Regions from separate parts of the Mus musculus genome. Here region 2 is linked to region 1. A link is a contact called in public Hi-C data. All regions are on one chromosome and are shown on one strand. The core of a region is the stretch at or near the end of the contact, and the rest is flanking DNA. Distances in the headings are between cores, read along the strand shown.

The links. A called contact is a pair of places that touch in the nucleus more often than the background predicts.
Region 2: a contact with region 1 is called in a Hi-C map of muscle stem cells, with 2.2 times the contacts expected there. The contact joins two enhancer-like sites. A contact is called at or near these places in 1 of 15 datasets of contacts at CTCF or cohesin (the NIH/3T3 cell line), 4 of 484 Hi-C or Micro-C datasets (Sertoli cells, adipose-derived mesenchymal stem cells, muscle stem cells and 1 more), 1 of 115 datasets of contacts at active chromatin or transcription factors (fibro-adipogenic progenitors) and 2 of 9 other capture datasets (adipose tissue and pancreatic islet).

What each region holds. Positions count from the first base shown.
Region 1 is chr17:67,862,421-67,868,214 of GRCm38.p6, forward strand. Arhgap28 (Rho GTPase activating protein 28) reads right to left here. Exons shown (of 18, transcript NM_172964.4): 11 at 2,043-2,205. Among named protein-coding and RNA genes, the nearest start is that of Arhgap28, 140 kb to the right of the region's middle. Within about 2 kb of position 4,356, at least 63 of the 459 cell types and tissues checked have an H3K27ac peak or open chromatin away from gene starts, as enhancers often do. A contact at or near this core is called in muscle stem cells, where this site is marked.
Region 2 is chr17:68,084,885-68,090,874 of GRCm38.p6, forward strand. No RefSeq gene overlaps it. Among named protein-coding and RNA genes, the nearest start is that of Arhgap28, 84 kb to the left of the region's middle. Within about 2 kb of position 4,262, at least 20 of the 459 cell types and tissues checked have an H3K27ac peak or open chromatin away from gene starts, as enhancers often do. A contact at or near this core is called in muscle stem cells, where this site is marked.

The sequences.
Region 1 (5,794 bases), core at 3,106-5,605:
GGACTTTAGGAAGCCACGTTGAAGTTTTTAAAAAGAACATGCCATAGACCTAGTTCATGTGGTAAAGGCTAATGCGTGAACACGTGTAAATACCAGGACCTAGGAAGAACCTGTCCAGTACCAAACTCAGATGAGACCTTCTCTTGCCATATGAACTGCAGGCCGAGAGCCCCATCATCAGATGTGATCAATGCTAGAACAGCCCTGAGCGAGAGACAAGAGATGCAGGTGCAAGTGCAGGCATGGAGGTGTGCGGGTATGTAGGGAATGTAGGCGTGCAGGTGTGCAGGTGTGTCGCTGTGTAGCCGTGCAGTTAGGTGTCCAGGTGTGGAAGCTCCGTCCATTTCAGAGAATTATGATGTTCCTGTCTCAATTACAAGTCTGAGTTGGCAAATATTCCATTTTCCTTTTACTGATGGAACTTGGCCATACGCTGTCTCGTGCTAACAGTTTGTGGCTAATTTATTTAACGCGCACTAGTATGGAAGTCCTTCCTCCTGCCTGGAGAACCATCTAGTCCTTTAACTGAACCAGCAAGTTGGAGGCCAAGACTGAAAAGATGCAGTGACTCTGCACATGAGTGGTAAATAATCTGTGCTCTCTGAGTTCCATGTAGTATGAAGAAGGTAGTTCCAACATACACACACGTATACACACACTCACATAGTCACTTATTCGCACCACACACTCACATATTATTACATACTCACTCACATACTCATACACACACAGATACAAATATACACACACATTCACACACATATTTTCACACTCACAAATACACAAAACACACTCTCACAGCACACACACACACTCATATACACCACACACACACACTCACACATACATGCACACTCACATACTCACACTCATATACTCACAGACACAAATACACACACACATCACACACATATTCACACACTCATAAATACACAAAACACACACTCTCACATATTCATACGCTCACACACTCACAGCACACACACTCACACACACACTCAAACACCCCCACACTCACAAAAACATACACAAATACATGCTCACACACGTTCACAAATACACCCCCACACCACACACTCACACCCCCACACATACACACTGTGATGGTTTGTATGTTCTTGGACCAGGGAGTGGCACCATTTGTAGGTGTGGTCTTGTTGGAATAGGTATGACCTGGTTGGAGTAGGTGTGTCACTGTGGGAGTGGGCTTAAGACTCTCACCCCAGTTGCTTGGAAGTCAGTCTTCCACTAGCAGCCTTTGGATGAAGACATAGAACTCTCAGCTCTGCCTGCACCATGCCTGCCTGGATACTGCCATGCTCCCACCTTGATGATAATGGACTGAACCTCTGAACCTGTAAGCCAGCCCCAATTAAATGTTGTGTTTTATAAGACTTGCCTTGGTCATGGTGTCTGTTCACAGCAGTAAAACCCTAACTAAGACACACACCCACACACATACACAGACACATAAATTAAATGCTGAGTCACTGTATCAGTGACTGATAGCATCTTTGGTCTTGTGAAGTGTATGACCTATTTAAACACTGCAGCCAAACACATCATCCGAATAGACTCTAAACTAGCTGTAAATACAAAATAAGAAGAGTATTTATCCATCCTCGAAGACGACCCAGGTCATGAGATGACCCAGGGGCTGGAACTAGCAGACAAGGTTTTAAAGCAGCTCTCAAAGTATGCAAACGATGTAAAAGAAAGTAATGTAGAATGAATGAAAAGACAGAGCCTGCCAACAGGCAAATTAAAATATTTAAAAGCATCCACTGGACCTTCCAGAACTGAAAAACACTATAGTCTCCTTAAAATAGAAAGGTTTCTTCTTTAGCAAATTAAAAAATTACGGACAACAATCTAATTTAGATATGCGAACCCAGGACTATCATAAATGGTCTTTCACCCCAGGGTCCGCAGGCACCAGCAGTCAGCACAGAGGAACCACACTTCACGGGGCGACCTGGCACATTATGCTGTGCTGACGTATGTCTACGTATATTTTAATCATATCTAACTTCGTCACCTACTTTCCATCAGAGAGATGAAGGCGGGTATATATTCAACAGGGAAGAGAGAGGTGGGCAGCTCTCTGAAGAATGCTTTCAACATGACCGCAGCTTCTCTGTGACACATCTTGTCCCACTTGAACTTGTCAGCATTGAACCTGGCATCCAGTTCTTCGCGGTACTGCTGCAAAGCAAAGCAGTTGGTCAGTACTCAGAGAGACTGAATGTCATGGCCTCTTTCCCACCATCATTACACAGACTATTCTTTTTTTTTTTTTTTTTCTCCGACTTGACAGCTCAAGTTAACACCTGCTAACCTAACCCTCTAACCTTCCCACATGATTGAGCTGGAATGGTATTTGCGAGGTAGTTTTTAAAAGCATTTCCAGAGGTATCCTCAAAACAGTAATAATCTTGAAACAATTGGCCAATTCTGCACAGCTATAAAACCTCTTTACTGAGTCTGTAGCTCTACTTCTGTGGTTTTGGTGGGATAGCACAGCCCCCACATGATAAAGTCTTTGCTCAAATTTGACAGAACTGACATTTTCCGTTCATCATAACCTTGCTGCTACCCTCCCTTCTGCTCCTAAGTCAGACCATGAACACATGCCTCTCCGCTCTTTCACATGTGGAATGAGAAATGCCCCAATAAAGTAACTCTGACTTCACTGCAGAGTGCAGGCATAATAATGACTTTCCTGGAACGGGTACAGCAGCTCTGCCAACACACACATACACACACACACACACACACACCTTCCACATGTTGGTGTATCCTTTGCTCCAGTGCACTAGGCAAACAGCTTGTGTTAAAGCACCAGGCCTTTCTCTGTAAGTTCCACTCACAGTCAGGTCCTACTTGAAAGAGTCTGCATTATCGGGTCATCTGTTTATCAGTGGCAACTGTTCTTTAAGCTTCTTTACTATGGTCAAACTCATTTTCTACCATGCCTTTGGACTTGAGGGTTTACCTCAAACAGCAGGCACCTGGAAGCATCAGACTGATACAGCCCTAAAGAGATAACTTAAATGAGACTTGAGTAGCCTTTCCCTTTTTACAGCCTTTGCCTCGTTCTCGTGAGACGCCTACTTTGAGTCCCGAACAGAGCCAGCCGTTTTGTTCATCTCATGCCAAACACAAGCGTTTCTACGGCTTCCAGAGGCTGCGAAACTGAAATCTGTGTCAAGCTTGCTGAGTTAGGTGCCAAGGCAGGATACTGATGGGTATGCGGCCAGCCTGGGTTCAAATGATGAGTTTATGTCTCAAAAAAGCCAACCAATCAACCCATCAACCAACCAACCAACCCATCAACCAACCAATCAACCCATCAATCAACTAACCCAGCAACGACCAACCAATCCACCAACCCACCAACCAACCAATCCACCAATTACCCAACCCGCCAATCTATCAGTCACTAGAAACCTCTTTTTTTGTTTACCACTAAGGAGAACACAGGCAGAGTCAAAGTCGTGTCCTTAAGTCTCTTTGGAGCACAGAGAAGGCTACATCAGTTTCTGAAGCATCTTCACAAAATAAATAAATAAATAAATAAAAGCAAAGCCCCAGCCTGAAGCTACCAGCTCGGGAGAGAGACCAAACACACAGGGTGGCATAACTCCAAAGCACCTACAGCTAACCTCAGAACAACAGGCAGCAGAGGCAAGGAGAGCTTACACGTCAAACAGTCTGCCTTCTTCCATAAAACACGTTCCCAGCGTTTGGCTCAGATTTCTGCGATGTTTTGAAAAGAACATCACTGAGCATTCCAAAGCATCAAACTGGTTCCAAATGATCTGTGGGCCTCAGACTTGGAAGCTGGCTTTGCAGCTCGTTTGGCTCTAGGTGAGCAGCTTCCTCTCAGGCCTGAGTCCCTGTCAGGCCCACTGATCATCTAGAACGCAAAGCCGGACCACTCAATATCAGCACCCCACCCCCACCCCCCACACAATGGCTGCTGTCATTTACTTGGCTCGAATCAAGAGTAATTATAATGGCTTTTGAAAACTGCCTTTCCCCAAGCACGTTGTCAGAAATGTACTTCGGGGATAAGGAAAACACAGCAGAAAACTTAACCAGCACAGGTACTGAAGGTTTGAATAAAGGGGACGTGAAGGCCTAGGCAACGTATCCAGGGCCACTGTCTCTCTAGCCACAGCGTTTTCCCAGTATCTGCTCACTGGCTCAGATTTCTTCCATGCTTGCTTGCCTGAAACCAGAGCTAGGAAAACATCTGGATTGCATTTGTGGACTAACAAGCGGCAGAATAAACCGGCTGACACAACGTCAAAAACAGTAAGGGAAAATAGACCTTGCCCTAAATTCGGGGTGGGTACTCATGCGTCAGTGAACACACTGAAGGGTGATCAGCCTTCGGTAAGCAGGTTTCACACAAAGAAAGGGTTGTCGAAGAAACGTAACTCCCACTCTAACATCATACGCGGGGCACGTAAGAAACTTTTCTCTTCACAGTGGATCTGCACAGAGAGGGGCTTAGAGGCGTGGAGTTTGATTCTGGTGGCGAAGCCTGGCTCTTTGGCTCTCTTTCTAGTCTCTGACTCAGCTGATAACTTAGACAACCAAAGCAGTCCACACTTTATCCTCATTACTGCGTGTTCTCCCCAGAGGCGTGCCTATGAACGGAACACGATAAATCAAAACAAGCTCACTTCAGGAGCCTTCCAAATGAAACTGTGTTAGTATTTAACCAGCTCCTTGCTGAATGGAGTCCTAATTTCCAACCTGCCCATCTTCAGACATCCCTACAAATGAGAACTTGCCACATTCATTTACAAAGAGGCTCAGGTGGCCGATTCTGTCGGCTGGTCAGGCCCAGCACCTATGCTAGCCGGTGACTGATCAGGTAGATGGCTCCAGGCTTGCACCATTCTGCCCAGTGCAGGGCTCCCCTGTTGGGAGGAAGTGACAAGCTTGTACCATAGCCCAGGTCCTACCAGCTCTCTTTCACTACCAACCAGTCCATTGTTGCTTTGGAGGAGCCAATAGACACAGCCTACTTAATTTCTTTTCACTCAAGAAATATGCTGCAGGCTGGCTGGGCATGGTGGCGCACGCCTTTAATCCCAGCACTTGGGAGGCAGAGGCAGGCGGATTTCCGAGTTCGAGGCCAGCCTGGTCTACAGAGTGAGTTCCAGGACAGCCAGGGCTATACAGACAAACCCTGTCTCGAAAAACCAAACCAAACTAAACAAAACAAAAAAACAAAACAAACAAACAAAAAAAAAAACAAAAAAAAAAAAAGAAAGAAAAAGGAAAAGAAATATGCTACCATATTTCAACATTTCTACCTTGACCCTTCTCATAGGTATAGATTCCCTCAAGTATAAGTGAATTAATGAAGGGATTCCTCTCCACCCCTGTGCCTTTTCTTTCATTGGCTTATCACAATCATTTCTTCACCACCACTTGCACATTCTTTTCAAGGCCCATCATTGGGTGTCCACAGACTGGGGTGACCAAAACGTAGGCATGTGTGTGCCCAAAAGGAAGCACAATGAAAGCTTTTACTAGAAAAGGTTCGCCCCTCCAGGACTCCTCACTGCTCTGTAGAGCTTGCCTGTGTGGGTATAAGAAGGCAGAGCAAAGGAATTCACACTGCTGCGCTGCGGTTTTATGTAGATGCTGGCATTACCATACATGGAACTGGGGTTTCAGAGCTGCTGCTGAGTGAGTACTCCAGTGGTTAGGAGCACTGCTACAAATTCTTAGATGAAATCTGACCAAAGAAGAAGCTAAGAATGGGTCTCAG
Region 2 (5,990 bases), core at 3,012-5,511, 220 kb after region 1:
CCTTTAAGTGCTTCTCAACCATTTGAGACTGTTGAATCTTCTGTTGAGAATTCTCTATTTAGCTTTGTGCCCCATTTCTTAATTGTGTTATTTGGGTTGTTGGTATTTAATGTCCTGAGTTGTTATTTATTTATTTATTTATTTATTTATTTATTTATAAAATTGTGGATATTAGCCCTCTGTCATATGTAGGGTTGTGAAGTTCCTTTCCAAATTTGTAGCTGCTGTTTTGTCTTATTGACATTGTCTTTTGCCTTACATAGGCTTTGCAGTTTCATGAGGTCCAATTTATCAATTATTAATCTGAGAGCCTGAGCCATTCATATTCTGTTCAAAAAAATTGTCTCCTTTACCAATGCATTCAAGGGTATTTCTTACTTTCTCTTCTATGAGATTCAGTATATCAGGTTTTATATTGACGTACTTGATCCACTCTGACTTAAGGTTTGTGCAGCATTATAACTATAGATCTATTTTCATTCTTTCATTTTCATTCAGGTAGACATTCAGTTAGACCAGCACCATTGGTTAAAGATGCTTTCTTTTTTCCATTGTATGGTTTTGACTTCTTTATGAAAAATCAAATGTCCATAAGTGTATGGGTTTATTTCTGGGTTGAAGAGGATACTGTTAATTTGGAAATTTCTGTGACAAGCAAACAATAAAGTTGATGAGTGTGTGCAAAGATGACAGCCAAAATGACAAGTCACTTTAGAAAAATTCTGAGAGATTACAAAAAACAAACAAACAAAAAACTAGATCTGATCAGAAGTACCAAATATGGTGCAAGACTACAATTTTCTGCTTAAGTGTGTGTGACTTACCTCAACAGAAGATAGCCTGGACAGTGTGAAATCCTGAGGGGATAAAAATACTCATTAAAGAAAATCAACAACATAATAAGAACAAGCAAACACCTTAAGCAAAACCTTTGCAATGAAACATGCAAATTGTATCTAAACACATTAAAAGATTCCCCTACCTCTTCACGTTCTTTGCTTTGACAATGTTTTGTTTTGTTTTTTAAATCACTGCATATGTGATATTGAGTTACCTAAGGAAATTTTCAGGCAAATAGATATTGTTTGTTGAGCATAAGGGAAAATAGAAAAAAAGAAAAAGAACAAAAATGTTGAAAAAAATTGCTCTCAGCATAAAATTGCAAATTAGAATACAATTGATCAATACAATTAAAATTATTCACTGATTTATACTTTTCTTTAAGGGGCAAAGATGAAAGTTTATGGTGCTGGAGGCTGGGAAGTCCAGGAGCCTACTGTTGACATGAAATGGGACCATTCTAGGTCATAATACAGTGATGGTTTCATATGATGGGGGGCAAAGCAGCTGTTAAGTATATTTTCAAAGGCAGAGTAGAGCTTGCTTTTAAAAAAAACTGAAACTTTAAAACAATACTGGGTGAATTTTTAAAAAACAACAAAAATGTTCTTTTAGAAGCATCCATACTAGGTATAAATTATTCTAATAGGAAATGTTATCGGGTATTAAAATATCAACATTGCATAGATATTCTTCTCACACAAAATAGTAGGTGAAATTAACAAAGGCAGAGTTTATCCAAAAATAGACATCAAAATTCGAAGCATCCAACTGGAAGCATTAGTTGCATAATCTTCTGAATCATTTAGCTGATATGTCCTTGAATATTTCCAACTGGGATCTCAACAGATAAAGAAGTTCAGAGGAGCCTTGCTGAGGGGTGAGTGGGAAACCAAGCCCACGTCCCCTTGCTGCAGGAGCCCTTGCTTTCATCAATCTAGCTCTGGAATGGCATGGCGACCATCACCGAGTTCAGATACCTCTATTTGTAATCTGCAAAGAGATATTCTCAGCAGCTTTGTTGTTGTTTGGAAGCAGTGACAGAAATTGTTTCATTCAAGGGAAACTCGATGTTCTCTAAGCCAAGTTTGACTTCATTACTGAAGATAAATGGTATTTCCACTGGGTATGACTGTCAGCAATTCCAGCACCATCAATGCTATACCTCGCATGTCTTAGAGACTGACTACCTTTGCCAACAGACACTTTGAAGCACTTAACAGTCATGGGAGTGTGCTGGCTCATATAGACCTCAGCTTGCAGACCATATAAAGTCCTGTAATTAGTAATTTTCGATTCAGGATTGTGGGGTTTCTTCTAGAGTTCGTAATTTCCTTAAGAATGAACTCAGAAACTCAAAGAGAGTTGTATCACAGTTTGAGAGAAAAGGACCAGGATGCACAACCTGTAAATATCAGCATCTGTTGTGAGACAGAAGAAAAAGAGAGAAAGCCAGGGCTGTTTGAGTTATGCTTCAAAATAGCTGGCATGTTCAGCAATAGAGATCTGGAATGCAGCTGTGGAAGGAAGAGGGGTGGAGATTCAGAGAAAGTGGGGTTTTGTAGCCCAGAGTGTGAGGGGAACCATTTGTTTGGCCAGTGTCCAAACAATGACACAAAGAGAAGGAAATGAAAACCATATTTCGTGCCAGGCTGTGGTCTGATTAGTGGGCACCAGGGTCTTGTGTCCTAGGACTAAGGACTGCCCCCAGGGATATGTGGTTAGAAACAGAGACCCTGTGTTATGGAATAGAACTCCTGAGAGTGAGGGTGACTTAGTGGGCTGAGAAGAGGAACCCCAACCATGGAGGTTCAGAGGGAGGAACCTCTTCATAGCACCAATCTCTGGAGATAGCCTCTCCTTGTCTTGTGATATGAAGCCCAGATGACTCAAGGCTTCCAGTCTTAGTTTGTAAAATGGCAGCTCTTGAACATCGATCTTGGTGGCTTAGTCTTGAGTCCCTTCTCTCCTTCCATATTTTACTTGAAAATGACATGATATGACAAAAAAAAAAATGGGGCTTGAGGAGTCTGACATTTGAACCTTGTCTTCCTCTCATTTGGTGATGATGGTGCTCCCGTCTATGCGGAAGGGCTTGAGGAGGGCTGAGTGAGACAGACGTATCTGCTGTGTTGGCCATGTTAGAGTGTCGCTTTGGCTGGGTGTGGTGCCTGCAATCCCCACGCTCCAGAGGCTGAGGCAGCAGGATTCCATGAGCTCTAGGCCATCTTAGATAACCAAGGGCATCCATGTACCCCAAACCAAAACAAAGCATTTCTCCTGGTTTTCCTTTGAAGGGAAGATGTAAATACTTCTACCACAAAACTAGAGATGAGGTGACACCAGTGGAAATGGAGTTTTAGTGTAGTGGTGGATGAAATTGTGGAGGGCACTTCAGAGTTGTGGATAGAAGAGATACATATTTTTTAGAGGTATGTTAGCCTGAACATAACTAGACTTTGTGCCTAAACTGATCTCATATGTGTGGTAGGGAAGGCAGTCTTAGTGCAGGGACTGACATCCATGGGCACTCAGCACACAACTCCAGCCATCTTGCAACCCAATACAGAGAGATGTCGGGAGAATGAAAACCAGGGTGGATGTAGAAGACGTAGAGTGAGCTGAGCATTTCTTGTGCCTGGAAAGTGAGAGAAAAGACTGTTTTTTGTTTGTTTGTTTGTTTGTTTTAAAATTAAATCTCACACTCTTCTGTTCTCTTGCCCTGGAAGCTTACTCTACAAACAGAAAGATGTTTGGTTCCTTAGAGATTCCTGTTACTTAGATGCTAAATAATGAAATCTTTATATACCTGTCTGGAAAGAGAACCATCCTGTCCCTTGGTGGATGTATGTTTACGAACAGCAAAAACATGTTTGCTGAGCATGGCAGGAAGAGAGAGACTGCTGTGGTGGCAGACATGGCCATGGTCATACCTCCTGAGAAGAGTGGAGTGGTCTAAGTTACTCATTAGAATTTGGAGACTACCCCAGATTTAAGTAATAAAGAGTTGAGGTTCAAATTCAAACTAGTTTAATAAGATCCACATGGAAGCCAAGTCACAAAGCCAAAAGGAGATTTTAAAGATGCAAACATATATCCCAAAGCCATCTGCTAGCTTCTTGAAAGCTGCTGCTCCCAAACGCCGTAGCTGAAGTTCTGTCAGTTCAACCTTCACTTCCATTGCTCTATTTTATTCTAGAAATACTCTCTGGGCCAATGCTAACCAACAGGCTCTGTCTTCCACATAAATGGAAAACTTGAAAGAGAATTGCGAGCCATTTCCTTTATCCCCTCAGGCTAAACAAACAAGCAGATGAAGCCTAAAGTTTGCAGAAGAGTCTCTGAAGGAACCCTGGCATCCTTGTATTCGCTCATATACAGATGCAAAGTGACTGGAGTTCAGTCCCTACTCTAGCCCTTTAAGTGCCCTGGTAAGTGGCAGAGAGGAGAATCTGGCCTCTTTGCCAATGATGGCTACTTTAGCAGAGAGCCTTTGTGGGAGTCCTTTGATTGGGAATGGCTTGACTTAGGATGAATTTTGTTTTAAGATAATTATGTTCAATTTATCTTTCTTCTTTCTTCCTTGCTCCCTCCTACTTCACTAAAGGGAAAACTAATTCATTTGGACTTTTTTCTTTTTTTATGCCAGCCTCTGCCCACTTATGCAAATGGGTCTCTCTTTAGTTTTTTTTTTTTCTCCTTTTTCTAAATTTTCTCAAAGAAGCATGAAGTATATCTTGCTGAGAGGAAAAAAAGAACTTTCTTTATGAAATGGCTCCAAGAATCTGACACTTTTTGCTCCAAGTTTCGAAAGTATGTTTCAGACTCTTAGGACAATTTCCCACATCACCTCAGCCATGCCTTGGAGAGCCTGGAACATCTATCTTTGCTTGAACAGCAGATCTGAAATGTCAACTACAGTTAATTCCATCTTACGTAAAGGATTTTAACTTAATATAGAGTCTTTCAAATCCTTACATCTTCCATCGAAGACCGTGGCTCTCCTTTGGCTGGCTCTAGGTAGATAGGCATCTTTCCTTAAGCTCACCATGCCCTTATTGACCTTCAGGGAGTCTTCAACTTCTGCCTTCTGTTGCAGAAATGTGGAAGTCACTGGAACGTCTTTTGCTTGTTAACATTTTCTGCTAGTGTGTACTGATGACACATGGAAATCTAATATACTATCATCAACAGACCAAATATACTGTCACCAACAAACCAAATATGCCATCACTAATAGAGTAATAGACCACACCAAAAACCACCAACAGGCAACAGGCCAAATGTGTCATTGACCACAGACAGAATACACCATGTCAACAGACTTTTACAGTATGAGAAATATTGTGACTCAAGCTGAGGGCTTCAATTTTTAAAAGGAGCCCAAATTCCTGCATCCTTCTAGAATGACATCATTTCTTCCAACTTCTAATTAGCTCCCTTTGTCTTGACTAGCCATGGGAGGACAATCCCCATTCACACATCATGAAGGTAAAGGAATAGCAAGATTGGAAGAGGTGAGAATAAAACATGGCAGAAAACCAAATCTCCAAGAGAGAGGATGACCAGTGTGGGGGAGGGGGACATGCCAATGCTCCGTTAATTAAATGACCATTCCTTATCATGATGTTCATTTTTTGGTCTGAGGACCAAAGAGGCTGGGATAGAGACAACAGGAGGTACTAACTGAGTAATTCTACTACTCCCAGCACTTCTGAGGGAGCACACAGAAATTCCACAGGATCTGAACAGGTAACATCATTGTGGGTAGCATTGATCAGCACATTGCTTATCTTTCTCAGTAGTCTAATGGCAGTTGGAAAGGCACAGTCTCTGACCTCTGAACTCCCTGATCTGAATTCTCCACCTGAGTACTGTGTTACTTGCTTGGTGTGAAACCTCTAGGAGAGGGATGCTTAGATTAAAAAGTATCAGTTTTCATCAGAAACATGGGTGGATGAGTGTGGTGGGAAGAGACATTGTAACTTGAAGCTCAAGAAGTTTTTGTAGAGCCCCAGGCCACCTTGGGCCCCAACTCTGCAGACAGTCCCACGGTCCCCAGAGGACTCTCTACCCCCCCCCCCCCCCCAGGCACCCTAGCACACCCAGGATCATAGAATCACTGGTGAGTGGAATACAACATCTGTTCC